7 separate regions of the Mus musculus genome follow, and regions 2, 3, 4, 5, 6 and 7 are each linked to region 1. The links are chromatin contacts, called in public ChIA-PET, Hi-C, HiChIP or PLAC-seq and promoter capture Hi-C maps. All regions are on one chromosome and are shown on one strand. The core of a region is the stretch at or near the end of the contact, and the rest is flanking DNA. Distances in the headings are between cores, read along the strand shown.

Evidence for each region. Promoter capture Hi-C pulls out the DNA fragments that hold promoters and counts their contacts. A called contact is a pair of places that touch in the nucleus more often than the background predicts. ChIA-PET counts read pairs in DNA pulled down with a chosen protein or histone mark. HiChIP or PLAC-seq counts read pairs in DNA pulled down with a chosen protein or histone mark.
Region 2: a contact with region 1 is called in a Hi-C map of pro-B cells, with 5 times the contacts expected there. The contact joins the promoter of Chit1 here to the promoter of Snrpe in region 1. A contact is called at or near these places in 13 of 39 promoter capture datasets (the 3T3-L1 cell line, 3T3-L1-derived adipocytes, the C10 cell line and 8 more), 6 of 484 Hi-C or Micro-C datasets (B cells, CD8 T cells, the G1E-ER4 cell line and 3 more), 3 of 115 datasets of contacts at active chromatin or transcription factors (embryonic stem cells and large pre-B cells) and 2 of 9 other capture datasets (adipose tissue and embryonic stem cells).
Region 3: an RNA polymerase II ChIA-PET map of memory CD8 T cells shows a contact between it and region 1, with 115 read pairs. The contact joins the promoter of Btg2 here to the promoter of Snrpe in region 1. A contact is called at or near these places in 7 of 39 promoter capture datasets (the HPC-7 cell line, hematopoietic stem and progenitor cells, hippocampal neurons and 3 more) and 6 of 115 datasets of contacts at active chromatin or transcription factors (SST interneurons, effector CD8 T cells, embryonic midbrain and 3 more).
Region 4: a contact with region 1 is called in an H3K4me3 HiChIP or PLAC-seq map of embryonic basal ganglia, with 3 times the contacts expected there. The contact joins the enhancer-like site here to the promoter of Snrpe in region 1. A contact is called at or near these places in 7 of 39 promoter capture datasets (the 3T3-L1 cell line, the C10 cell line, embryonic stem cells and 4 more), 2 of 15 datasets of contacts at CTCF or cohesin (embryonic stem cells and stem cell-derived epiblast-like cells), 40 of 484 Hi-C or Micro-C datasets (the Ba/F3 cell line, the CH12 cell line, the G1E-ER4 cell line and 24 more), 24 of 115 datasets of contacts at active chromatin or transcription factors (the SCID.adh cell line, T-cell acute lymphoblastic leukemia, craniofacial prominence and 16 more) and 6 of 9 other capture datasets (embryonic stem cells, embryonic tail, embryonic trunk and 3 more).
Region 5: a contact with region 1 is called in a promoter capture Hi-C map of liver, with 3 times the contacts expected there. The contact joins the enhancer-like site here to the promoter of Snrpe in region 1. A contact is called at or near these places in 14 of 39 promoter capture datasets (the 3T3-L1 cell line, the HPC-7 cell line, cranial neural crest and 8 more), 2 of 484 Hi-C or Micro-C datasets (cranial neural crest and embryonic stem cells), 11 of 115 datasets of contacts at active chromatin or transcription factors (cardiomyocytes, craniofacial prominence, embryonic basal ganglia and 6 more) and 1 of 9 other capture datasets (embryonic stem cells).
Region 6: a contact with region 1 is called in an H3K4me3 HiChIP or PLAC-seq map of embryonic hindbrain, with 4 times the contacts expected there. The contact joins the promoter of Plekha6 here to the promoter of Snrpe in region 1. A contact is called at or near these places in 7 of 39 promoter capture datasets (the HPC-7 cell line, frontonasal cranial neural crest, hippocampal neurons and 4 more), 6 of 115 datasets of contacts at active chromatin or transcription factors (astrocytes, cardiomyocytes, embryonic basal ganglia and 3 more) and 3 of 9 other capture datasets (adipose tissue, liver and pancreatic islet).
Region 7: a FOXA1 HiChIP or PLAC-seq map of pancreatic cancer cells shows a contact between it and region 1. The contact joins the enhancer-like site here to the promoter of Snrpe in region 1. A contact is called at or near these places in 5 of 39 promoter capture datasets (the 3T3-L1 cell line, 3T3-L1-derived adipocytes, embryonic stem cells and 1 more), 1 of 115 datasets of contacts at active chromatin or transcription factors (pancreatic cancer cells) and 1 of 9 other capture datasets (embryonic stem cells).

Annotation. Positions count from the first base shown.
Region 1 is chr1:133,608,799-133,611,754 of GRCm38.p6, reverse strand. It overlaps Snrpe (small nuclear ribonucleoprotein E), which reads left to right and starts at 1,475. Exons shown (of 5, transcript NM_009227.3): 1 at 1,475-1,591; 2 at 2,011-2,037; 3 at 2,796-2,858. The coding sequence starts at 1,538.
Region 2 is chr1:134,109,697-134,112,652 of GRCm38.p6, reverse strand. Chit1 (chitinase 1 (chitotriosidase)) reads right to left here and starts at 1,411. Exons shown (of 12, transcript NM_001284525.1): 1 at 1,291-1,411. It also overlaps the pseudogene Gm8618.
Region 3 is chr1:134,077,740-134,080,695 of GRCm38.p6, reverse strand. Btg2 (BTG anti-proliferation factor 2) reads left to right here and starts at 1,541. Exons shown (of 2, transcript NM_007570.2): 1 at 1,541-1,784. The coding sequence starts at 1,643.
Region 4 is chr1:133,195,005-133,197,960 of GRCm38.p6, reverse strand. It overlaps a transcript of Plekha6 not described here. Among named protein-coding and RNA genes, the nearest start is that of Gm51648, 18 kb to the left of the region's middle. Within about 2 kb of position 1,515, at least 12 of the 459 cell types and tissues checked have an H3K27ac peak or open chromatin away from gene starts, as enhancers often do. A contact at or near this core is called in embryonic basal ganglia and embryonic brain, where this site is marked.
Region 5 is chr1:133,221,441-133,224,396 of GRCm38.p6, reverse strand. It overlaps a transcript of Plekha6 not described here. Among named protein-coding and RNA genes, the nearest start is that of Gm51648, 8.7 kb to the right of the region's middle. Within about 2 kb of position 1,591, at least 42 of the 459 cell types and tissues checked have an H3K27ac peak or open chromatin away from gene starts, as enhancers often do. A contact at or near this core is called in cardiomyocytes and liver, where this site is marked.
Region 6 is chr1:133,244,666-133,247,621 of GRCm38.p6, reverse strand. Plekha6 (pleckstrin homology domain containing, family A member 6) reads right to left here and starts at 1,525. Exons shown (of 27, transcript NM_182930.2): 1 at 1,480-1,525.
Region 7 is chr1:133,960,313-133,963,268 of GRCm38.p6, reverse strand. No RefSeq gene overlaps it. Among named protein-coding and RNA genes, the nearest start is that of Bmncr, 15 kb to the left of the region's middle. Within about 2 kb of position 1,393, at least 86 of the 459 cell types and tissues checked have an H3K27ac peak or open chromatin away from gene starts, as enhancers often do. A contact at or near this core is called in pancreatic cancer cells, where this site is marked.

The sequences.
Region 1 (2,956 bases), core at 226-2,725:
ATATTAAATATTTTAAAATATTAGATAGACTTTGAACCAGGCCACAAGCCCTGTCCTAACAGAAAACTGAGTAGGCTTGCCTACTACTAACATAGGCATGGTTACTAACTAACATAGGCATGGTTACTAACTAACATAGGCATGGTTAATCAGGTTAATCAGTCCCTTTTCTTGCTACTTGTGTTGTGGGGTGGGGGACGAGGCTTTAACACACACACACACACACACACACACACACACACACACACACACATCCAGATAGCTCCTGACTTACAATTCTTCATCCTAAAGATGGTGTGAAAGCAATATGAATTCTGTAAAAAAAAAAAAATCAGACTTTGCATTTTAAATTTTGATCATTTCCCTGGTAAGCAGCTCTAGGTACTTTCTGGTGAGGTGGGGGGCAGCTGCAGCTTCAAGAAAGGCTGCTATGTTGTGTTGCTAAGCGATGGCATTGAGTAGACTAGGCATATACATTTTCAACAATTTTCTGTGTGCATGTGGAGGCCAAAGGATGTCATCAAGTGTCCTTCTGAGTCACTCTTCACCCTACCTTCTGAGACAGGGTCTCTCATTGAACCTAGGACTTGGCGATTAAGTTAGACTAGTTGGCCATCCAGCCCAGGCACCCTCCTTCCTGTCTCTGGAATTACAGGCATGTAATTTTGTGTAGGTGCTGGTTGACAGACCTCATGTCCCACCTACCGAATCATCTCCCCTGGGCCCAAGGTATCTGCATTAAATGCATTTTTTTTTAACTTACATTTCTAACTTACCTTAAGTTTATCAGGTTGTATACCATGTAGGTTGTTTTGTTTTGAAACAAGGCCTCATGTAGCTTAGATCTGGAACGTACTACTTAGCTTAAGGTCATACTCACCTTGCGCCTTCCACAAGCTGAGATTACAGATGTGTTCTAGGAGCACCTGTGCACTACTACCTCCCTGAATCTTCACCTCCTGTCCCCTTGCGGGACGGAGATGCTGAGGCCTAATGACTTAATTATCACCGGTCACACAACTGAGAGAGATCTGAGTCCAACAAGCCGATTTCAATACCTCCAAGCTAGTTAGATTGCCATCTTCAGTTGCCACTGCAACAGTTAACTCTGCATAAAGGTGATGAGGGTTGAATCTGTTATTGAACAAGCCACAACTCCACCACTGCTTCGGGCATGACCATCTAGACTAGCTCTGGGGCCCAAAACAAATAAGGGGAGTCTGCAGATGGTTCTGGACAAGATGCCGCCTCTAAATTCCAGAGCAGCTCTCAGAAGAGCACCTAGGCAGAGGCAAGCCTCTCAGCCTACCTCCAGGTGGCGCTGTAGGACCGACCTCGACTTCAAAGAGCGGTTGAGTCGGAAGGCCGCCGGCGGAGTCTATCAGCATAGAGAAAAAGCGGCTCCTGGCCTAGAGAGGCGTTCCCCAGGACCGGCCCGCGTCGCCGACGACCACTGCACTTCCGTTTCCGGGTCTTGCTTCCGGAAGTCGCTTTCCGAGGCGGCCTTCCTACTCGTGTGGTCTTTGTGACTTCCACCATGGCGTACCGCGGCCAGGGCCAAAAGGTGCAGAAGGTGATGGTGCAGCCCATCGTATCCTACGCTGCGTGAACTCGGGGCTTTGGGGGCCGTAGGCGCCGTGAGCGTGGGCGGGGAGCCGGGCAGCCCGCTGCGGGCCGCTTCCCGTGAGGCCCTGGGGCGAACGGGGAGGCAGGAAAGCGCGCGGAGTTGAAGGGCGGCGGGAGGCGGGAGGCGGAAGGCGGGCTCCGGGTGGACCCGGCCAGGCTGGCGATCCGCGATGAAAGCGGGGGATACCGAGGAGGAGAGGAGGATGTGGGCCATCGGGAAGGTTGGAGAAACGAGGGCGGTGGGGAGGGAGCGCATGCTCCCGGCGGTCGTTTGTGCTTGCGGATGTAGCCCGGCCGGACCTTGGGGCGCTGGAGAGTCCGGCGCGGTTGGGAGCGGAGGCTCCGCTGTTTGTGTAGTTCTTTTCCTTGATCGCCGTGCTGCAGAACCTTATCTTCAGATACTTGCAAAATGTACGTAAGTTGTTTCCTTACTGTTACTGAAATGAAAGTTGGGCCTGTTTGACTCTTTGTAACAAATTCTCTGTTTCTAGTGCTTAGACTAAAAAATTGGGGGGGGGGGAGAACCAGAGTTGAGGATAAGGTCACAGGGAAAGCGCTAATTATTAATATGTCCGTGCTGACTTAAGGATGCACACAGTTACCATTATTCTGTAAGAACAATGTAATTATATTTACTATTAAAATTACTCTGTAAGAACGATTTGTCATCGGATTTAGCAGTGACAGTTGCATAGTGCTTTTTCCATAGTTGGACTTAGAATGGAGAAAAGACACCAAAGCGGGGTTTGGGGGAGTGGGGGCGTTATATACAGAGAAGCGAGTGGCAAATGCTCTTCTTTGAGGAGATTTTAGCGATGTTTATTTTAGAGTGTTACAACACAGATGAAAAATCGTTTTAAGCCATTGTAATTTTTAATCGCCAGATTCGCTTTGTACTATCCTGTGAACAGTTCTAACTGTAAGTGTATTCATGCCAGAAGCAAAAATAAATTTTCAGAGTAGGAAAATTAGTTTGGACAGGCCTGCCCGAGCACTTATTAAATGTTTCTCAGCAGGTTAACCAGTGTTGCTAGCTCTTAGATGAAGACTAACTAGTTCTAGTTTTTGGCTTATATTTATTGGAATTTTTAAGATAAGTCGTTTATTGTGGAAACAAAGTAATGGAGTGGGATTTGTTTACATTTCTAAAGTCATTATTTTTATTTCAGAGATCTCGAATTCAGGTGTGGCTGTATGAACAAGTGAATATGCGGATAGAAGGTTGTATTATTGTGAGTACCCAGGCTATTTTTCCTCAAGTTGTTATTAAAAAAGACATCTCAGAAGATGGCCAGTAAGAACAATATACAAGGCGTCAAGGACCCAACCC
Region 2 (2,956 bases), core at 162-2,661, 500 kb before region 1:
CTGCTTGTGGGCAGGAGGGAAGCCCCAGAGAATGACCTCTTTCTAGAGCTACTGTGTACCCATGGCTTCTTTTCCATGGTGTGGTTCCCTGCCTCAACCAGCACAGTAAAGTCCTTGATTCCTGCATGTGACACTCAATTCTAAACCCACCAGCCCCCTGAGACTCTGTGATGATAGCTGTCTGGGCATTGTCTATTAGGTGGACAAGTGAAAGCTCTGGCCACATCGGTTATGATTTATTTTAATTGTCATTTTAGGGCACAGGTCTACTAGTTTGTTTGTTTGTGTCTTAGTTGGGGTTTCCGTTGCTGTGAGGAGACACCATGACCAAGGCAACTCTTATAAAGGCAAACATTTAACTGGGGCTGGCTTACAGTTTTAGAGGTTTAATCCATTATCATCATGGTAGGAAGCATGGCAGCATGTGGGCAGACATAGTGATGGAGAAGGGCCTGAGAGTTCTACATCTTGTTCCAACTGCAGTCAAGAAAGGCATCCTCAGGTCACTTGGGGGAGAGTCTCAAAGTTCACCCCCCACAGTGACACACTTCCTCTACCTCTCCTAAGAGTGCCATTCCTTGCACCAAGCATATCCAAACCACCACATTCTACCCCCTAGCCCCATAAACTTGTTCAAACATATGAGTCTATGGAGGCCATACCCAGATTAACAGAATGCAAAATATATTTAGTCCAACTTCAAAAGTCCCCATAGTCAATAGCAGTCTCAACAAGGTTAACTATCTGTTGTTCAACTGCAAACACACAAGCAATAAGCGTAGCTTGCTGAAAATCACCACTCCCTTAATCTGTTTATCTCCTCAAACACAGGATTTACCTACATCGCACTTCCCGATGCCCATTTTGTATTTTTCCTTTCTAAGCTTGCTACACTTGATCAAAACACTCTTCATGGGAGCGAACCAGAGGACAAAGTCTATGCTGGGCTTTTCTGAGACTTCTTCTGTCAATGCAATTAATCTGATTCTCTTTCTTTGCCTTCGCCTTAGCTTCAAGCAGACTCTTCAGACAAGGGCAAAAAGCAGCCACGTTCTTCAGCATAACTTCATAAGAATGTTCTCCAAGCAACATACTAAAATTCCTCTCCTCTGAAACCCCTTGAGCAAGGTCTGCACCATTCATATCACCCTCCAAACAAAAGCATGGTCAGGCCTATCATAGCAATACCCCAGTCTCTGGTACCAACTTCTGTCTTAGTTAGGGTTTCCACTGCTATGAAGAGACAAGGCAACTCTTATAAAAGCAAGCATTTAGTTGGGGTTGGCTTACAGTTTCAGCGGTTTAATCCATCATCATCATGGTGAGAAGCATGGCACTGTCTAGGCCGACTTGGTGCTGGAGAAGGAGCCGAGAGCTCTACAACTTGTTCCAACTGCAGTCAGGAGAAACTGACATCCTCCGGCCTCTAGGGGGATCTTAAAGGCCACCACTACAGTGACTCACTTCTTCCTACAAGGTCACACCTTCTAGTAATGCCACTCCCTGGGCCAATCCACACTACCACAGTTTGGCTTTGTTTTTATGAGACAAGGGTTCTCTGTGTAACCTTGGTTATTCTCAAACTCTAGCTGAAGACCTGAACTCACAGAGATCTGCCTACCTCTGCTTCCTGAGTGCTGGGATTAAAGAAAAGCCTGTGTCACCACCACCACCCAGCTTTTTTTTTTTTTCCAATTTATTTATTTTTATTTTGTGAGCATTGGTTTTTTGGTCTGCCTGCCTGTCTGAAGATGTCAGATCCTCTGGAACTGGAGTTACAGACAATTGTGAGCTGACATGTGGGCGCTGGGAATTGAACCCAGATCCTCTGGAAGAACAAACATTGCCCGTAACCACTGAGCTAACTCTCCAGCCCCTAACTGCTGCTATTTTTTTTTTAAAGCTTGCTACAAGCCATATGTTGCTACGTCCTGAGTATGCCACCCCATCCAGCTCACGGTTACCATATCTCTTGACTACAGCAAGAGGCCAGGCAGGGTAGCTGACAGGCAGGGCAGCTGACTGACATCATCTAGGCGTGAGTAGGCACACACTATTGTTTGCTCAATAGGAGAAGCACCCAATGGCACAATGATTTCCATCCTTAAGCAGAGATGGCTGTAATGTTTCTCATGCAATAGCTGATGAAGGTACAGAGGAACACAGAGGGACTCAAACCCACATACTATGGTAGGGGAGTGTGGGCATAAGAACCCTCAGACTCAAATCCCCAACACACACACACACACACACACACACACACACACACACACACACACACAGAGCAGCTAGGTAGTTTTAGACTTGTCCTTGACTTCATAGTCATATGGCCAACCGTGTGTGTGGGGGGTGGTGAATCTCAAAGAAACAAACTAAAAAGAAGAAACTGCCCTGATACATTCATTTGCTGCTAATTGGACAAACCCAGTCACATGACCATACCTAAGTGGATGGAAGTCTGGGAAATGTAGTCCTCCAGGGTTTTGTGTGTGTGTGTGTGTGTGTGTGTGTGTGTGTGTGTGTGTGTGGTGGGGAATACTGGAAGATGTATGTATCTTACCATGAGAAGACTGTTAACTGGAGCCTCAGAAGCACAGTACGTACAGTACGTAGTGGAGTCTGGAACATACATACACAACACCCACCTCCACCCACCCACCCACCCTCACTCACCCCCAGCCCCTCTTCTTCCAAACCCAGATAGTCTGGGATGTGCGATGACTTCTCTTGAGCCACCATGACCATTCCCATCGTCATACTCTTACTTTTAACCCCACCAGACTCCCAGAATCAGCTAGAAACTTTTTTTTTTCAGAATATGAAAATTTATTCCTATGTTTCCATTGTCAAATTTTATGATCTTGGCCGTTCTTTCTTGCCTTTGTATAGAGCCAACAGAGAAACATTGGCTACTTTAACCACCTTAAAGCGGACTCCAGGAACATCACCTACAGCA
Region 3 (2,956 bases), core at 292-2,791, 470 kb before region 1:
GGACCCTATAGTACAAAGTGGTAGGAACCTACAAAGGTAGGTCGTTTGTAGAAAATGATGAAATGTCTTGCTGGTCAGGCAAATGAGTCCAGGCAACCTGGCAAGGGGGGGAGGGGTTGTCTCAGATGGTTTGAGCAAGGCAAGAGCAAGCAGATGGACACTTTAGAAAAAGACTCTTTCCGGGAAGGTGCTTTGGGCATGGGAGGGGAAGGAACCCACTGAGATTATTTAGGGATGAAGAAGCCAACAGTCTTGGGACCAGGTCTGAGGAAGCAAAAAGAGGGTCTGGGTGCTATAGGGACAGTGATCAGTAGCTTTGTCTGAAAGGGGGAACAGGGAGGGAGGTAGCTTTAGAGGGAGCACTAGACATTTAGAGGGAGGGATAGAGCATGTGGGAAAAGGGACAGAAGTATTGATGGGAAGTCCACTGAAGAAAAACAAGCAGCAAAACAGACAGTGGAGAGAAAAGGGAAGAGGGAAATGGGGTAGGGTGGATACAGAGGATCCAGGTAGGGAAGCTGGTGGCTCAGACCAGGGATACAGGGAGAGAAGCCTGGCTTAGAACTCAGGGAAAACAGGATTTTACACAAGCCATGGCGCTAAATTCAGGCCCCATCCTGTGCAGGGCTCAGAGATGTGGGTGACAAGTTGCCCCACTCAGTAGTCTGCCTAGCTTCCTGGCACCAGTCCCTGAGCCCCTGCGTGTAGACAAGCCAGACCTGAAGCCTTTCCTCTGGGGAGCTAGTGTTTACAAAAGCCTCAGTGCACAAAAAGGAAGGAAAACAATCAGGGAAGAGGGAGGGGCAGGGAACTGATGGAAAACTTTGTACAATTCACACCAGATTACTTAAACACACACACACACACACACACACACACACACACACACACACACACACACACACACACAGACACTGCCATTTAAAGGAAAGTGAGTGCTGGAAAAATAACCCTACGGACAGAAAATACTCTCCTCGACACTCCTCCCACCAAACAGTGAGAGCTGATTACTTTTAGGCAATTACAGAAGAGGAAGAGCAGAATTTGTTGGGGGAGGTGGAATTATTATGGAAGCAAAAAGAATACAATCCCCATTGCTGAAAACACGAGGAACCCGTTTTGATCAGCTGGGGGGATGAGTGGCAGAGATGTTCAGGTAGGGGGGTGAACGGCTCTGTCAGTGTCTGTCAGGAGACATGGGAGAAATAACATCGGCGAGGGCATCCTGGAGGAGGCAGCAGGCAACCTGGGTTTTGGCGCTGTGCAGAGACGACGTCCGGGCATGCCCGGTGTAGCGCGCTTCCTCTGCCCAGGTCCAAGGCCCTCTCCCGCCTGCCTCCCACAGCACGGGAGTCCGGTGCTTGTTCCCAATAATGACGTCAGTGAGCGATGACCTCAGCGCCTGGGAGGCGCGGGCGAGCTGGCGGGCGGGGCGGAGAGGGGCGGGCGCAGGCGGAGGGGAGAGGCGAGACACCGGAGGGGCACGCCCCCATCCGCCAGCGTCGGCCAATGGGCGCCACCGACGGCTCCCCGCCTCCCCGAGTGGTATGAAAGGCGCAGCCCGGGGAAAGTCCGGGCAGAGCCCGAGAGGTGGCCAGACCGTCATCATCGTTCTAATACAGCTACTTCCTCAGCCACCGGTATGAGCCACGGGAAGAGAACCGACATGCTCCCGGAGATCGCCGCCGCCGTGGGTTTCCTCTCCAGTCTCCTGAGGACTCGGGGCTGCGTGAGCGAGCAGAGACTCAAGGTTTTCAGTAGGGCGCTCCAGGACGCACTGACCGGTGAGCACACGTCGGGGTCTTGGAACCACTCGGGCGCGGCCACTTCTTGCCTGGGGTGTCTTTATCACTGTTCTGTGACGGGGACCCCTACGCGAACAACTCCGGGTCTCAGATGTCTTTCTCTAATTAATCTCTGAGGCCACTGATGGTCCTCTGTCCCTTCGGTTAAGTCCCCGTCTCCCAGCCCTCCAGTCCCCGCCTCGCTCCCGAGGCTCCGACCCTCTTCCTTGAGTACATTCTGAGACCCTGACAACACCATGAGAAAAGTCAGTGTGTGTGTGTATTCAGAGTCCGAGCTCACCCTTATCTCCGAATCTTGGAGAACAACAGACCCTCAGGGGATGTGAAGCCAGGCCAAGCTGTGCGACTTTTATGCGCAATTGAACTTTCTAGACAACTCTTGAGTCCTAGCCACTGTTGCTGTATAGTCCTGAGCCTGTCATCATACAGGCCCATTCTGCCGCGTGTTTACCCGCTGCAAGTTGTAATCTGGGCCCCCTTTGTATTTTTTCTTTTTTGGTCCCTCTTCACCATCTGCCACCTATTGTAGTACAGAAAAGAGCCTGGTAGCCTAGCCAACTGCGAGGGCGGGGAGGGGGTGTGTGTGTTATGGAGGCAGGGTGTGAGGGACGGAGGTGGAGGAGTGATAAGCCACCCTTTAGCCTCTGTCCGCAGCTGTTATAACTGGTTGGTTGCCTTGGGCTGCGATAGCCATCTCTCAACATGTTGGCACAGATCTGAGGACCAACAGCTGTTTCATCAAAACAAAACCATTTTTTATCCCCTTACCTTTGCTAAAGATCTCAAAACTCTTCTGATGCGGAAGGGATGAGAGGCCTTGTGACTTGTTGGGCAACCAACAACATTGGCCGCTTACCTACCGGCTTTGAAATTTCAGTGCCTTGGTCGTCAGAGGCCCTGCCGGTTCTTGCTAGCCCTTCCTGCCTTAAACAGGATTGTGCCAAAAATATCCATGACCACCATAGAGCATCTACCTGAAAGCTCTGGGGCTGCTTTCCAGTGTACAAAAACTTGGAAAGGACCCAGGAATCTTTCTAAGTGGCAGGGGGAGTTTAAGGAGAGGCTCTTAAATACTGTCGCTGAGAAGAGGAAGTCTCCTCCCCAGCCCTCTCCCCTCATCCTCCCCTTGTGGTAAACATCAGAGAATGCTT
Region 4 (2,956 bases), core at 266-2,765, 410 kb after region 1:
GAAACAAACTGGAAAGAATCCAAGTTCTTTTTATTTATTTATTTTTTTAAAAATATTCATCTGGGAATGAAGATCTCGGGAGGCAGAGGCAGGAGGATCTCTGTGAGTTCGAGGCCAGCCTGGTCTACATAATGAGTTTCAGGACAGCCAGGGTTTCATAGTGAGACCCTGTTCCAAAGAAAACAAATGAACAATTTTTTTTAAACATCAATTAACTCTGTGTGTGTGTGTGTGTGTGTGTGTGTGTGTGTGTGTGTGTGTGAAATCAGAGGACAACTTGTAGGAGTTGGTTCTCTCCTTCTACCATGTAGATCCCAGGAATCAAACTCATGTGTCAGGCTTTGCCACCGACACCTTTACAGCCTTAGATTAAACATGACCCAGAACCCTGCCTGGGCCCTATCCTCCCTGGTTCCATATTCCTGCTAATAACATGTTTCTTCATGTGCACAGTAAGCCACCCTGCCAGCCCCAATCCAAATTCTTTGTTGTAAGTGGAGCAATAACGAGGCAGAATTATTCACGGTTATTTGAGATGGCAAACTAATAAACTATTGTTCTGCCTGGGCGGGTTTTTATAAAAGTAACCGTCAAACAAAAGAGACCCCTGCGAACAGCAGCTGCACACCAGCTACAAGTGTGTAAAGGAAGATATTAGTGAAAGTCAGAAGGAAACATGGGACAAACACCTATGCTTTTAAACATCTGATAAGGTCCACCCCTACCCCCTTTTGGTTTTATAAGTTTTTTAAAACAAGGTCTCTCTGGCTGCCCTGGAACTTGTCATATAGACCAGGCTGACTTCAAACTCATAGCGATCCACCTGTCTCTGCCTCCAGAATGCTGGGATTAAAGGCATGCACCACCATGCCCAGTTTAACTGCCATTTTTTAAAAAGTGCCAATTTAGAGGATGTAGCTTGGTGACAAGAGTCTTTGCCCAACTTGTACCATCCTCAGCACCAGCACCCAAGAAGGAGCATTTGCCAACAGTCCCCAGGAGGCTGACACAGAAGCATCTCATGAGCCCAGGAGTTCAAGTGGGTAGTGGCATTCCGTCTCAATCAATGAGACAGTCAATAACAAACGCTAAAACTGGGGTCATAACTGTATAACAGCAATCAGTGGGGACAAAGTTACTGGAGATTTGAAACCCCACCCCCACGCCCACCCCACCCCCATTTTGTTTTGTTTTAGGTTTTTGTTTGTTTTTGAGCAGAGTTTCCTTGTGTAGCCCTGGCTTTCCTGGATCTAGCCCAGTTCCAAGTTGGCCTGAACTCAGCGATCCACCTGCCTCTGCATTCTGATTGCTGGGATTAGAGGTACCTGGTGAAAACACTTTCTATCACCCAGGGAACCTGGTTAAATTCCAGGCCCAAGACAGGGGGAAGGGAAGGGATGCAAGCATGAGGAGGCTGCAGGATGAGGGTGGGGGAGGGGCTACAGCATCTCCTCAGCAGGGGCGTCAAATGTTAGAAAACAAACCCACCAGTGTTTGCTGACACGTGCAAAGAGAAGGCCTCACACAAAAGCCACACATTATCCCATAATTATTGTCTCTCTCATGCCTGCAATTAACAGCTGTCTGAGAGGCGGCTGCTGGGGTAAATAAATGTTCACCCCCATTACAGTCAATCAGCCAGCTGAAGCGCCAATTAACAAGCCCACTGCAGAGACACTTGGGGACCCAGCAGCAACTGCGGGAGGAAGTGGATGGGAGAAGATAGCATGTGTCTTGGGTACGATCTAAAAGGATGCTCAAGGTAATTCAAATGAGCTACATGGAGCAAGTAGAAGCTGAATTCTCTGTGACTGCATATATCTGTGTCCTGAGGAGAGCCCCAGGCCTGTGGAAGGCTGTGGAGGGAAGCAAGGCAGGAGAAGGCCTCAGAGAAGATACCTACCACTTCTAAAGAGAGACAAAGGGCAGAGGAGGGAGCCAGGCAGGTGGCTAGCCAGCCTAAGTCCACCAACAGAACTTACACTGTTTGGTGACTAGTTTCTCTTAAGCAGCAAGCTCAGAAACACAGAGAAGACATTCATGTCAGAGAAGTTAAAGCTGATTCTTTTGTCCAGTGGAGGATGAGCCACCAAGCAGCTGATTGGAGACTCCCTCTTGCAGGAGCTGCAGCCGCAGTGGTAAAGGCTTGCTCAGCAGGTGTGAGGCCCTAGATTCGATCCCCAGTACTGCCAGGGAGAAAGGAAACCTCTGCCTTGACCGTACTTTGGGGCTGCGAAGATGGTTTAGTGGGTGAAAATCCTTGTTACACAAGCATGAGGACCTAAGTTCAAATCTCCAGCATCCAAGTAAAAACTCACCTGCAGGCCTCGGGTGGGTGTGGGGATGGGGGTGAGGGTGAGGTGGGGGTGGGGTGGGGTGAAGTCATCAGGGTCAGTGGGAAACTGCAGCTACAGGAAGTGGGTAGAGTGTATTGGCGCAGGACATCCAGCATCTTCCTCAAGACTCTGCCTATGCACAGAGCTCGCTGTCATGATCCTCCTGCCTCATTTGCCCAAGTGCAAGGATTATGGGTGTTCATGACCAAGAACTAAACGGGGAATCTGTGGCCAGATATTTTTGAAAACAGTTTTATGTCTGTCTTCAGGGACCCGATTAACAGAACTCTGAAGAAGGGCAGGGATCAGGGATGGTGCTGAGCAGAAGAGCCTTTGCCTGCCCCAGGCTCCATACTCCACCCCCACCCCCCAGTTCCCAAGAGAGACAGACAGAGACACAGGGAGAGACACAAAGAGAGACAGAGAGAGAGACACACACACACAGAGACTTTAGAAGCTGATACCCCCACCCCTCACCCCACCATCACCACTATCACATCCCACCCCCCCACCCTCACCCCGATTCCTACTACAAGTTGACTAATTAACACCATTAACAGACTAACACAATGCCTCTTGGATTTTGCCGGACATCATAAGAACCATCTTCGGATCTTGTT
Region 5 (2,956 bases), core at 342-2,841, 390 kb after region 1:
ATGGAATAATCTCTCTCTCCCTCTCTCTCTCTCTCTCTCTCTCTCTCTCTCTCTCACACACACACACACACACACACACACACACACACACACACACCCAGCACCCACATGAAACACTGGGCATTGGTGACACCAAACTGTAACCCTAACGCTGGCATGGTAGGAACTGGTAGCTCCCAGGGATTTGCTGCTCACTCTGAGCAGCCTGGATGGGAAGTCCCAAGTTCATTAAAAAGCCTTTTCCCAGTAATAATAATAATAATAATAATAATAATAATAACAATAACAATAAAGAGAAGTGACTAAAGACTACACAGGACAATGACCTCTGCCCCCCATGCACTCACACAAGTGAGCATGCCTGCATGCACACCTGCACAAATACACTCAACACACACATTTAATTGAATAAAACTGAATATTATGCCTTTTCCTGCTTCCCAACATGAAAGCAGTCAGACTACACTGTTGGTGGGATCACTTGTTTCCTCGTCTCCCTCCCTCCACTCCCTTTGTTTGCCAAGCCCCCCTTCCCACCCCAAGACAGAGTTCCTGAGCTTGGAAGAGGCGAACAGCAGGCAGGCCTTTTGCAGGTTCTGTCCTCTGGAGGCATCCATTCCCTCCTGGCTTGGGGGAAAACGGGCCAAAAGCCATCCAGACCCAAAATGCTCACATCTCGGCCACCAGAGGAGGACAAGTGTGGCCTGTCCCTGGCTCAGCTGCCTGCCTTCAGCCTGAGCAGGAGCCGAGTTGCAGGGCTCACAGCAGGTTGCAGCCCTCAGGAGAACAGGGAGCAGGGTTGGGGGTCTTCTGTCCAGAGTCCCACCCGGTCCTATTCCTCGGCAAATGCACTGAAGAGTGCTTAGATTGGCACAAAAGAAAAGCGAATGGACGTGCAGGCAGCCCCAAGCCATGAGGAGCAAATCACCAGCATATGTCCTTTAGTGTGTGTGTCCTCTCAGGGGCTTGGAAACATTTCCAAGCAGAGCCCTTCAGTCACTTCCAAACTCAGCTTCAACTCCTGGGTGCTCCTGGCTGTCTGGGCAACTGGAGCTCTAGGTCCCCAATGATGGAGTGTGGCTGAAGTTCCCATGGGCTCCCTCTCCACACTGCTTCACAAAGATGGCTGCACCCACCATGGCTGTCCCCACCACAGTGCACAGTGGCCTGTCAGACCCAGCACTTTCCAGCTCACCTGGCTTAGGGACTCTGTGGACACTGGGATGTCCTGCCAGTTTCCCAAGAGGGGAGATCTTAGCCTGGGGTTTGGAGTGCACACATTAAACCTCCTGCTTCTTCCTCTCTTCTATCATTAACAAGAGGGCTGTAGGACCAGAGGAATCACCAATGCTCTGCCTGCGAGACACTTGCTCTCGGGTGGCTGTCCTAGGGAACGCCCTGTACTACCCACACTTTGTCTGTGGGTATCTTCTGGGAGCTGTGGTCATTAGCCGGGAGAGCTGTGTGGGTGTCTAATTAAGCAATCAACGGCAAATGCAAAACCGGTTCAAGCTGCCTGCTGACAGGCACCCAGGAGCCTCTCACAGACAGCTCCCTCTCCCCCGGCTTCCTGGAAAGGTCCCTGTTGTTTGCCTGACTGCAGAGAAGTGTCCCTAGCTGCCCTCCTACTATCCACTGGCACAGACTTCACACTCCCACAGGGTGCAATTTCTGCAGCTCACAGTATTAATCGGGCTCCTAGAAATGTGGGCCTGGCAACCCTCCTAGGTGGGCAAGTGAAGGGGTCCAGAGAAACAGCCTTGTGGGAGGCTGCTTCCTTGTCTGGCCTTTCTCCATGGCTCCAGGGCCATGTCTGGCCACTCTGGCATGTTAGAGTGAGGACATGTGGGTGTGCTCAAGACCATGATGAGATAGCGGGAGTGGGCAGCAGCTGTCCCTTCTAACTGAGACAACTGGGGAGAGCACCTGGCTCACCCTGTCCTATTTCACCTTTTAAATGGAATGCCCCATCTACTCTGGGAGCCATCGAAGAGGGGAAGAGAGGGAGGGTCCCTGTAAAGAGAAGTTTTCTTTTTTCTTTTTTTTTTTTTTTAAGAGTCTGAGGTCTCCCGAATCCTATCCAACACTTGTCCAGGAAATAAGGAGGGGAAATAGTCTGTGAGCAAAACCACAGGGGGACATGGGAAAGACTAGACTGGCTCTACCTACCGGGTCACCACTGCCCCTAGCTTAAGTCAATCAAAGCAATGAACAGATACCTGCCACTGTCCTGTAGCAACACATATCCTAAGCAAGGAGTGAGATGTATCCAACCCCTTAACCTCATGCCCTGGGCTCTCCCTGGGCCACATCCCATCTTCTTCCTTGTGCCTTTATCTCTCCGTGCATAGGCCTTTACCTGCCTATGACCTGTCTTACAGTGAAGCCGGAGGCAGAGATGCCTGTATTGATACCTAGGGTAGGGGTGGGGGTTCCAAAGGGACAGTACCTAGGCCACAACTGGGGACAAGAGACAAGCTGTGCTTCAGGGACAAATCCAGGGCTTGTAATTCTTCAGGGCTCCAGTCCCTCCCCCCCCCCCCCAGCCCACACCCTCCTTGCCCTCGTGCCCTCTCAAGCTCTGCCAGTTCTGCTCAGGACTCTGGTGCACACTCTGCTTCTGCCATTATCTGTGGTTCTTTCCTGAAGAAAGGAGAGCGTGACTCTATTTCTAACCACTGGGCCCTGTCCAGCCACCCTAACTAGAGAAGCTGGATCATACCAGCCACGAGTTGATACCATGAAGGGCTTGAAATGGATCACAGGAGAGAGTTTATTACCCTGTCATTAAGCTTTACAACTAAAGAAACTTCCTCCAGGGAGGAGGGTGGGGTTAACACCTATTTTCACAAGGTACTGTCTGGCTCAGAAAATCTCAAACATTTCCCCTTCCTCCTTGCCCACCATGCCAATACTAAACTCATCCATTTGAAATCTTAGGCCCTGATATAGTTCT
Region 6 (2,956 bases), core at 276-2,775, 360 kb after region 1:
CTCAAGTGCAGAAAGCGAGCAAGAAGTCCTTCTGAGCATGTGTGGCAAGCCCACAGGTGACATCCACCCCACTGGGGATAGCCGTTCCTCTGTAATTCCCGGGAGAGGGGTAGATAAAGGCTGCATTAGTGGCTCGAAATCTGAATACACGGCACACAGGGCCAGTCTGTCCATTCCTCTCCTAGACTCTACTTCCCCCTCTTTCTTGGCCTCAACTGCCCAGAAACTTGGCTCCTTCTGCTCTTGGCCTCCTGGGTTTAGTGGCCAGCACCTCCCTCTTATTGTCCTGGTTTCTGTTTGCCTCCTGGAAACCCCACTAGAAGGAAGCGTGGCAGCCAAGCCAGTAAGGGTTGAACTTACCCTGTCTCTCAAATCTGCCTTTAAGACCAGCATGGTGAGTGCCCTGAGCCAGAGACAGTCCCCATGCAGGTGGGGCCATCATAGGCATTATGTCATCCAATCATCTTCCTCCCAAGAGAGAGAGGGGGAACAAAAGAGCTCTTAGCAAAGTGTGTGTGTGTGGGGGGTGTCAACATTTCTTCTTTGGTGACAATTCCTTTTTAAAAAGTCATATGAGCATATAGGACACACACACACTCACACACAGAGACACACACGCTCATACACACTCTCACACACTCACATATTCACACTCAGACATTCACACACACTCATACACATTCAGAAACTCAGACACTCACACATTCACACTCACATACATTCACACACACTCAGACACGCACACATTTTCTCTCTCTCACACACACACACATACACATCTCTGCAGGTACTGCACCCATTGCCTCTCACAAAGCCAAGAACTTCTGTCCATACTCCTGGTCACATTACCAGAAGGAGTCAGAGACAAGAGCTGTTGAAGGTGAGGGGACACCCTTCCAGGAGGAAGATGAGGGGTAGAGACAACAAACCTAAAAGCAAAAGATTTGCTCTTCACCCCCCCCTCCCCCAGATTTCAGTTTTACTCCCAAATGACAACTTAGCCTTTTAATGAGTGACTGGTTCATCCCCAATTCTGCCTGCAGTCTGTCCCGCCTGCTCCTCTCCACAGCCTCCTCTCTGTACCCTTTACAAGCATACTGCCCCACCTCCTTCAGTTGTGTCCCTGTGAGCCTGCTTTGCTCAGAGATCCTAGCCCCTCTCTGGAGACAATGGCTCAGAGAGGGAAGAGCCTCTGGGCTTTGTACACAGGGTGGTTTCATGAAACCATTGTCTCCTCCACAGGACAAGGCCACAGCAGCTGCATCTCTGACTGTGAGGGTCGCCCCTTAGTTGAGAACCACTCTGAAGAGTTCTTTCTCACAAAAAGGGGGTGAGCCTAGAATCTGGCCCAGCTGAAAATTTGTTTGTGGTGTGACAAAAGCCCCCCTCTGGCTGATGAACACACACGGCTAGCGTGCTTCCTCATCGGCTCCAGAACCACAGAGACAAACGTACCAAACCAACAGCCAGTCTACTCACCAGCTCAGTGCGCTCCCTAGTCTCTGCTGCCTCTAACTCCTTTCACACTCAGGAATAGGGAAAGGTTTCCCTTTAATACCCAGCAGGTCCCCGTGGAAAGCAATCATTAACAGCCACACATGCTGACTGGCCTTAACCCCTTCAGTGCTGGGCTGTCACAATCCAGCTGCTGGACTGTCCTGTCTGTCCCCTTTGACTAACCCTGAGCAAGTGACAACTCTTAGCTGGCTGCCATCTACCTTCACAATGCTGCTGCCTCCCCGGAGGAGAGTGAGGGCCGGGAGTCCCACCCAGGCCTCCTCACCTAATTGGAGCACGCCTACAACCTGAGGCGCTTAACTCTGGCATGGTGCCCAATTGGATGAGCCCACATTATGAAATATTTGCCAGGCAGGCCAATGGAGAAGCCAGGATCTGGGGGAGGGATGATTTTTTTTTATTTATTCCTGGAGGAGGGTGTGCAGACATAAGTAGTCATAGCATCCATAGCCCTGGGACAGAAGCAGAGAGAAGGCCATCTCAGACCCTGGGGTGCCTCTCTGCTCTAAGGACAGAATCCTGGAGGCTCCCTAAGCAACTGAACACTTGCTGCTGAGCTAGAGGGTTCTTCTTCCCCCTCTTCTTCTTTTCCTCCTTCTCTTCCTCCTCATCCTCTTCCTCCCCCCTCCCTCCCCCCTGTCCTACTGAGGAGTTTAGAAAGGGGGGTTTGGAAACACTAAGAAGGGGAAACACCAACAGATACAGTACTGACAGATAGGCAGGCTTGGGGAGAAACGAAAATTCCGCCTTTTCTCTTTAATCCTAGGTAACTAACCTAAGAAAATCTAAATCCATCAGAAAAGTGTCTACGCATAGGGCACATGCAAATCTATGCAGAAATGCACAAATGAGCAGCTCTGTGCTTGTCGGTCTCAACTCGGCTCTGTTCGTGAGTCCCCTGCCAACATTTTCCTAGTTTGAGAAAGAAATTAGGTACTCTCCAACTCTGCCTTGAGGCTGAGGCAAAGTCAGAGCATCCCACAAGGGCACAAGAAACGCAGTGGGCAATGGGCAGGTACTTATTGACCACTTACTGCCTCGGGAACACGGCGCCTTTATGCAAAGCCTACCTGAGGTGTGCTGTTGTGCTGTTGTGAGCATACCTAAAATAGCATAGGAGAGCAGAATACAAGTTCCTTCTGCTACACAGAGAGATGGCACGCCGCCTCCTTACAGCCCCAGATGCATGACTAGCTCTGAACCTCAGCCAGCCAGGGTTAGTAACTGGCACTTTTCCTTATCACCTTGGTTCCTGTTTGCCTATCAGTAAGCCAGCCACTGTGGCTCGGGACCCTCATTCACAACAGCCAGGGCTCCTTATCTTATCTTCAGTAATGCCTTCCCAGTCGCCTGGAGCCTAGCTTGCCCTGGCTTCTTAAAGGGGCTATACTGCCTTCATATCTTCTCCATTTGCCCTCAAGAACATGCCAGAGTTCTA
Region 7 (2,956 bases), core at 144-2,643, 350 kb before region 1:
AAAACACCTGAAACTCAAGAAGAAGGAAGACCAAAGTGTGAATACTTCGATCTTTCTTAGTAGGGAGAAACAAAATACCTATGGAAGGAGTTACAGAGACAAAGTGTGGAGCAGAGACTAAAGGAACGACCATCCAGAAACTGCCCCATCTGGGGATCTATCCCATATACAACTACTAAACCAAGAAATTATTGTGGATGCCAACAAGAGCTTGCTGACAGGAGCCTGATATAGCTGTCTCCTGAGAGGCTCTGCCAGTGTCTGGCAACTACAGAGGTGGATGCTCGCAGCCATCCACTGGACTGAGCACAGGGTCCCTAATGGAGGAGCTAGAGAAAGGAGCCACGGAGCTGAAGGAGTTTGCAGCCCCATATGAGGAACAACAATATGAACTAACCAGTTCCCCCAGAGCTCCCTGGGACTAAACCACCAACCAAAGAAAACACATGGTGGGACTCATGGCTCTAGCTGTATATGTAGCAGAGCATGGCCTAGTCGGTCATCAATGGAACGGGATGCCCTTGGTCCTGTGAAGCTTCTATGCCCCAGTATAGGAGAATGCCAGGGCCAGAAAGGGGGAGTGGGTGGGTTGGTGAGCAGGGGAAGTGGGGAGGGGGGATGGGATACCAGGAAAGGGGATAACATTTGAAATGTAAATAAAGAAAATATCTTAAAAAAAAAAGAGCGGAGAAGTTCTTTGATCAGGTAGGATCTAGGCATGTGTGTGAGCCTTCTACCTTTCCTCCAAGAAGTCTTCTTGGACAGCCTCATTTCATTCACTCAAGCATTCATTCATTCAACAAATACTGAGCTTCTCTCCCTCATCATAGGACCAGTGAGGCAGCAGGCACTGGATGTGATTTAGCAGGTGATGCCCCGAATCCTGCAGCCAATGGGCTCCAGTGGCACAGACCCTCAGTAGCATCTCTTCTGAGTCCCTTGATGCACCCACCTGCTCAGGCTCTGAAGTGTGCACCTTGTGGGTCCATGGCCCCATAGGCAGACATCAGGGCTCCTTCAGTGTCACTTTCTGGGTGGCTGCCACAGTGCTGGGCACTTGTAAGTACTCAGTGAATGTCTAGATATGTGTGGCTTCCCAAGAGCGTCGAGTTAAGCAGGAAGTTCCCCAGCTTTTCCCAGTCCCAGCACAGCCTTCCACCAAGGAGGGATGCAGAAACCGAACAGAGACCTTTGGAATGAAGAGGACAGGAAAGGCCTGGGCTGGCTGCCAGCCCCGGATGCCTCTGGACAAGCAGGGGTCCTCGGTCCTCTGTGTTCTGGAATGTGAGAGGCGCTTGCCAGGGAATCTTAAAAACAAAGTGACTCCTCCCCAAACCTTTGCTCCTCACCCTGGACAGAGCCACGCTGGCAGAGCCGGTTGGACCTTCCTCACAGTGCACGGGTGCCCCTTGGTGGACAAAAAGCCGGCCCCGCTCATGATTCCTGAGGACTGGTGAGCCATTAAAAAGGAGGATTCTGAAGCCATTGTCCCCACAGCCTATCAGCGGACCCTCCATGGCATGAGTCTAAGTCCGCACCAGAGCACTTTCTCTGACGTGTGGCTGGAGCCACGGGCCTGGATTCTTGGCTGACCGCACAGTACGCTTACTGTCAGTGTCGGCTGACCTCACATCAGGCCAGCCTGAGCCTCCGTGTCACTCCCCTCCAAATTAAGAACTGTGACACAATGCATTTGAGGCAGCTGTTTTTTAATCAGATGAGGTCTGGGCATGTATATGATCCTTCCCCTCTGGCAGGGACTGTGCCAAGCTATCTGCCATACCTGAAGGTCCCAGACTCTGTCAACCGCCCTGGGCAGGCAAGAAGGGCAGAATGAGGGCAGCAAAGCTTTTCAGCTTGTGTCATGGGGATAAGATAGAAGGTTAGAGGAGGCAGGACCCTGGGGTGCTGTAGAACTTGGGAGCACCCACTGTTCTTTTTTCTTTCTTTCTTTCTTTCTTTCTTTCTTTCTTTCTTTCTTTCTTTCTTTCTTTCTTTCTTTCTTCCTTCCTTCCTTCCTTCCTTCCTTCCTTCCTTTCTTTCTTTCTTTCTTTCTTTCTTTCTTTCTTTCTTTCTTTCTTATTTCACAGCAAATAACAGGCTATGTGTGAGGCTTCTGACTACCCCACCCCCACCCCCATACCCCATAGAAAGTCCTGTCCCTGTGACTGATCCTGGGCTCTTGGCTGGCTCCTCCCTTCTTAAAAGGCAAGCCTCCTGGGGAACACTGTCAAGCTCCCCTGCTCAGAGTTGAGCCAAAGGTAGAAATGGATGTTCAGGGGCCATAGGCAGCCACAGAGGCAGGAATTGGGCATGGAAAAGGTCAGGTGGCCAGAGACGCGAGGCTGGAGTAGGGGTAGTTGGAGGGATGGCAGCATGAGGAGCTGTCTACTCCTGGGACAGTGAGGGTACTAGCATTCCCGGGGTGCTGTGAGGTGGTGTTGTGCAGGCTTTCCCACCTTATTTCCTTAAGCCTTTATTACAGTGGGGACCGTACCTTCTGTGTTTTGTTTGGTTAAGATTTATTTATTATTATTTGTTTGTATGTGTGTGTATCTGTGTGTGTATGTGTGTGTGTGTGTGTGTGTGTGTGTGTGTATCTGTGTGTGTGTGAGTGTGTGGTGTGTAAATGTCCAAGGGGCATGCATGCCCTGGAGCTGGAATTACAAATGGCTGTTAGCTGCCTGGTGTGGGTGCTACCAACCAAACCCAGCTCCTCTGGGAGAGCAAGTGTTTGTAACCACTGAGCCATCTCTGTAGTGGGACCCTGTCCTGCTCAATAGCAAACGGAGCCAACGTAAGGGAGTCTAAGCACCTTGATTTAAGCACCACGGCAAAGCGGTGGTGTGTGCATTTGAACTCAGGTCTGCCCATCAGATTCCACTTGGTTCCTTAACCCTCAACCAGCAGTTCATCTAAGAGTAACGAGGCTGAAGCCGTGGAGACATGGAACTTG